Regions from separate parts of the Arachis hypogaea genome. Here region 1 is linked to region 2. Evidence: chromatin contacts called from public Hi-C data. All regions are on one chromosome and are shown on one strand. The core of a region is the stretch at or near the end of the contact, and the rest is flanking DNA. Distances in the headings are between cores, read along the strand shown.

Evidence for each region. Hi-C and Micro-C count contacts between places; a contact is called where the count stands out from the background.
Region 1: a contact with region 2 is called in a Hi-C map of an unstated tissue, with 3 times the contacts expected there. The contact joins the promoter of LOC112803363 here to the promoter of LOC112801049 in region 2. A contact is called at or near these places in 2 of 8 Hi-C or Micro-C datasets (leaf and an unstated tissue).

What each region holds. Positions count from the first base shown.
Region 1 is chr5:28,937,349-28,940,359 of arahy.Tifrunner.gnm2.J5K5, forward strand. It overlaps LOC112803363 (probable NAD(P)H dehydrogenase (quinone) FQR1-like 1), which reads left to right and starts at 1,479. Exons shown (of 3, transcript XM_025846862.1): 1 at 1,479-1,504. The coding sequence starts at 1,503. LOC140184865 reads right to left here and starts at 501. Exons shown (of 1, transcript XM_072238056.1): 1 at 1-501. The coding sequence starts at 501.
Region 2 is chr5:28,738,937-28,742,016 of arahy.Tifrunner.gnm2.J5K5, forward strand. It overlaps LOC112801049 (UDP-glycosyltransferase 74B1), which reads left to right and starts at 1,354. Exons shown (of 2, transcript XM_025843575.3): 1 at 1,354-2,126; 2 at 2,668-3,080. The coding sequence starts at 1,482.

The sequences.
Region 1 (3,011 bases), core at 229-2,728, 200 kb after region 2:
ACGATTGCGAAGCCGACTCTTTATGATGTTCATAGCAGAAAAGGTTCTTTCAACTGATGCAGTTGCTACAGGCAAAACTAAAGCTAACTTCAAAAGAAGAAACACTAATGGATAAACAATATTTTTTCGAGTCTCAACCAATTTTTGAGAAAGAGTACCAATCCCATTTAAGTTTGAGAATTGATCATCAAAACGCACATCTAGTATGAAGTTCTCAAGTTGACTATCAAGTGCCAAAAGTTGAGTAGAAAAAAATTCTAATGGATAGAATTGAGCTAACTGGATTAACCTCTCCTTATCAAACGCAATAAATGAGTGTCTTGGATTCAGACAAGCTATACAAAGAAGTAATTCAGTATTCACCTCTGTAAAACGGTTGTTGAGTTCTTGAAGTTGTCTATCAACTACTTGATAGAATATCTCAACTTGAAAATGATGCAAATTTGAGATCTTTTGAGCTTTGCATCTTGATCTTCCTTGTGACACAAATATATCATCCATTTTTGGAACAGTAATATTATATTTTTCACAAAACAATGAGACTTCGTCAATTAAAAGAGACCAACCATCATCTCTTATAGTTTACAACCGTTGCTTAGACACTTTAACCAATGTCATAGCATTTACAATGTCTTGATCATTCCTTTGTAACGCTTGAGATAATTCATTAGTAACTTCCAAGATATTTTTCATCAAGTGCAAGTTGAAAATGAATTCAAAGGATTGAATGACATTCAATAAATGACATGCTTCAGCTCTTTGTTCTGAATTATTTCCATCTTCCTCAACATATTCAAGAACATTGACCACGGAAGGAAACAAAGAAATCTAGTATCTCTAGCTCTTTTCAAAGTTATTTCTTGATTCAAACCACGTCCACTAGCAATTTCTCCACTTTGTAATGCTTCAATTGTCTTAGTCATTTGACTATCACGAAGCATATCTCTTCGTTTATATGAAGCTCCAACAACATTGCACAAATTGGTTAACAAATTGAAAAGCAAAGCAATTTCAACTTGTTTTTTTGCAACCGTTACAAGAGCTAACTGAAGTTGGTGAGCAAAGCAATGTACATAGAAAGCATAAGAATTTTCTTTCAATATCAAAGTTTTTAAACCATTAAATTCTCCTTGCATATTACTTGCACCATCATATCCTTGGCCACGTACTCTTGATAAACTTAAATTATATGTTTCTAATAATGACTCCAATACTAATTTTAGAGATAAAGCATTAGTATTAGAAACATGAACAAGACCAAGAAAATGCTCCCTAACTTGCCCTTCTTTATTCACATACCTTAAACAAACTGACATTTGCTCCTTAATAGAAATGTCGCGGGCTTCATCAACCAAAACAGCAAACAATTCATCCCCAAGATCATTAACAATAACTTTTGTCGTTTCACTTGCAGCAGCTCTTACAATGTCTTTTTGAATTAAGGGAGCTCTTAGTTTAAGATTCCCACGAGCATTTTTGAAAGCACGACCAATCTCTTCATTATGTTGCGCAAGAAAGTTTAGAAGTTCCAAAAAATTTCCTTGATTAACAGAATCATCTGTCTCATCATTACCATGAAAGGCCAATCTTTGTCGCAAAAGAAATCTAATACAATCAATTGGGCTGTCAAATGAATTTGATAATTCTTTTTAGCTTGCTCAGATTGTTTTTCAATAGCAGCACTAATGTGTTGTTTTGGTTTCATAAGTGCTTCACATTTTCTCCAAGCTTGATTATGAGCACTATCATGAATCCCAACATGAGTTTGTAATTTCTCCTTTTTTTCCAATTTGAAAAGCCAATGGTTACAAAAGCATCGCCACCTTCAATCTCAGGTTTCATAAGATAACAACAAAGACAAAAAACAGCATCTTTTGATATACTATACTCTAACCAATTGCCATAATCATCAAACCAATTAGAATTAAATCTTCGAAAAGAAGAACCACAAGCAGTTTGCGAAAAATCATGATTCCTTGGTTGACAAGGACCTTTTTGCAAATATGCACATCTAACTTTGTCTCTGTCATTCGGATGATAACTTGAAATCTTTGGTCGTTGTCCTGGATCTGCTATGAGACTCTCTGCTTCGAATTCTAAAAATCTCCTCTTGTTAGAAGAAGTCGATGAATTGTTTTGGGATCCAATCTCCAATGATGAAGTTCTTTTGAAATATTTCTCCATTACTAATAGAATAAAATTATAAACCTAAATTAATTCACAATTCTATATAAATTGAGAAGTTTAGTATAAAATTATAAATATATTGAGAGTTTATACTGATAATATATTCTTACATGATGAATTGCTTAATATATTCATATAAAAGATCCATTAAAATAAGAATATAAGATTATATAGCTTTAATTTATTAGAAACATTTGAAGCTAGCCCTTTTCCTCAGCATATTATAAATACATCATCAATTCATCATAATTGAATACCACAAAAGTACAATGAAGAAAGATATTCAAATGGGATATTACATATATCACAAGTTAAAGGAAATTAAAATGCAAGTCCATAATTTGCATTAATTATCCTAATAGAGATTTGAAAGTACAAATTCTGGTTTCTTTGCCAGTAGCCAATTGTAGATGGCAGAGCTTTGATGTATAGAGTTCATGCTTTGGAAGCTAGGAATGAATGATCAGAAAGTACTTTAAAATGCTTGCTATAGAAACTGAAAGCTATGTACTGTAAGCTACTAAATCATCATCCCTTCTAACATTCATATCATAATCCCCTGATTCCCCTCTCATTCTTATTCATATCATAAATCCCTAGATCTGTGTTTTTTTATTTTCAAAATAATTCTTCTACTATAGGAAAATGTCAAGCCAATTACATCAGAACACAATTACATCAGAACAATTCTTCCATCAGAACACAATTACATCATAACTCCATTAAAATTCCATCAGAACACAATTGTTAATTAACAAAGTAACCAACAATTATATTAGAACTCTATCAGTCTATCAGAACACAATTACATGATTTACATCAGA
Region 2 (3,080 bases), core at 104-2,603:
TTATTTTCTCTAATAAAAAAAATGAAGGGGATCTATTTTCGAGTAAAACTAAATCAAGCTCAACTTTAACTAATGAAAATTGAATTTAACTTATGATTTCACATATTAATAATCAAACATATTTATAAAATTTAAACTCGACTCCGATGCTCACTAACTAAATAATTTATGTCTATGAAAATTATATATAAAAGAATGACTATAAAATTTTATATCATAGCATGAATAGATATATTGTTTTCTTTTATAATAAATAATTTAATTAGCCATTTCTAATTCATCATCCATCTAACATATAATAAAATAAATAAAGATATTATACTTTAGATATGACAAAAAAGAAAAAATGTGTAGAGTTTTTTTTTTTTTTGGCAATTAAAATGTGTAGAGTTAGTCTAGCGACGGAGGTTGGGAAAGAATTGGGGTACACAGTACTTTGGCAACAGCAACTGTTATGACATTGATGGACTACAAAATTCTGATCTTCGGTGCTTCAAAATATTTTGGAGGGACTACTGCCCCCTCTTACCACATTCCATCACTGTTAGGTCGGTCCTACACTTGTGGCTGTAGGGAGTAGGGACATTTTGTCCTTGTTGACTTTTAAGTAATTTTTTTTAGCAAAGGTGAGTGAGATAAGAAAATATATCATTTATCTATTTGTTCTTTTTATTTAAGTTAGTTTTAGTCTTACATATGTATAATTATTTCAAATGAAAAAACTTTTACCGTAAATATTATAAAATATCAATTCTAAAATTAAATGGATAAAATTTGTTGAATAATTGTTAATAAGAAGAGTGTGTGAGAGAGATGTTTGATTATATTAATTGTAAACAATTACAACATTATTGCCAAAATATTGAAATAATGGAGAAAACACTTTTAAATTAATATATTATTGATGCATCAATTAAATTATTAGAAACTAATATACTTTAAATTTTAGATATATAAATATATTCATTTCAAAATTATTAACTTTTGATAAATATTTTAGACTTGAAAAAAAGAAACAAACATTTTTGTTTCTAAAAGTTTTTGGACAAGAAAAGAAAGCAAGATCTCCTGCGTTACAGAAAATTAATAGTAAAAGATCACAAGTCATTAATTTTGTGATATGCCAATTACTTATTTAATAAAAAAATTAAAAATAATATTATGTATATATTAAAATTAATTATTAATATAAAATATATATTAAAATATAAATATATATTAAAAATAAATTAAACTATATATATTTATATAAAAAATATTAATAATTAATTTTAGTGACCAATTTTAATAACATTTTTAAAAAATAAATAAGAAGGGTAAAGAAATAAAAAAACAAAAGAAAACCTCGTTTCAAACACGGTATAGTCGGCTATAAATAAAGGGTCTTATAACAACATCATCACCATCATCACCAAACAACAGAAAACAAAGCAAAACATCTTTCTAGAATTCTAGCTACTTCCGAGAGAAAGGAAGAAAAGATGGTTCTCCAAAAGCACAACAACGTCCATGTCCTACTCCTACCATACCCAGCACAAGGCCACATCAACCCACTGGTCCAGTTCGCAAAAAGATTAGCCTCAAAGGGCGTTAAAGCCACCATAGCCACCACTCACTACACGGTCAACACCATCAACGCCCCAAACGTCGGCGTAGAAGCAATATCCGACGGCTTCGACAACGGCGGCTTCGCGCAAGCCAAGAACGTGCAGCTCTTCCTAACCTCCTTCAGGACCGTTGGCGCCAAAACTCTCTCGCAACTAATCGAACGGTTTCAACAAACTACCACGCCAGTCACGTGCATTGTATATGACTCATTTTTCCCGTGGGCGCTTGATGTTGCCAAACGACACGGCGTTTATGGTGCCGCTTTCTTTACCAATTCTGCTGCCGTTTGTAACATATTCTGTCGTATACACCATGGCCTTCTTGAGCTTCCTGTGGAGAAGGAGGATTTGCCGTTGTTTGTTCCCGGGATTCCGCCGTTGGATTTGCCGGATTTGCCTAGCTTCATTAGGTTTCCGGAGAGTTACCCTGATTACTTGGCCATGAAATTGAGCCAGTTCTCTAACTTGAACAAGGCTGATTTTATGTTTGTCAACACTTTTGAAGCTTTAGAAAGTGAGGTATGTAGAAACTTATTAAAATTGTCATTCAGCAAATTGCCTTTAATACGAAGATGATATTAAATTTTTTTTAGATAATTTAATATGTTTAATTAAATTATTATTTAATAATTTTTAAATATTAATTAACATATAAATAAAATTTTTATTTATTTTTAATTTATATTATACATAAGAAAAATATTACATGTGTATATTAAAATTAATTATTATATATTTATTTATAAAAATAAAAAATATTAGAACATTAAAAATAATAAATTTTAATATTTTTTAAAAATATATATTAATTAATTTATTTTTAATGTATATTATATACATGTATGCGTGCGGGGGGCATTTATTGCCACGTTTTGGAAAATAGAAAATAAATATAAATAATTTTATTTCCAATAAATGTTTTACGAATTTCATCAAAATATTATTTCTTATCCGATCTCTATGCTATTCAAAAGTCAAATAGAGTTTCGTGCCATGGATATCATGTTCTGCATTTCCTAAATGATGATGAGTTTCTGACATGGCTGTTGATAATTTCTAGGCGGTGAATGGCATAAGAGAGTTATGTCCAGCAAAGTTGATAGGGCCAATGGTCCCTTCTGCATACTTAGATGGAAGAATCAAAGGTGACAGAGGCTATGGAGCAAGCTTATGGAAGCCATTAAGTGAAGAATGCTCTGATTGGCTTGAAACAAAGGCATCAAAATCAGTAGTATACATCTCATTTGGAAGCATGGTGTCACTCTCAAATGAACAAATTGAGGAAGTGGCATTGGGGTTGGAGCAAAGTGGCATGAATTTCATTTGGGTCCTAAGACAATCTGAACACGCAAAATTACCAAAAGGGTACGAAGAAATGGTCAAAGAGAAGGGCATAATTGTCACATGGTGTAACCAACTTGAACTGCTGGAACACCAAGCCATAGGGTGCTTTGTGACACATTGTGGTTGGAA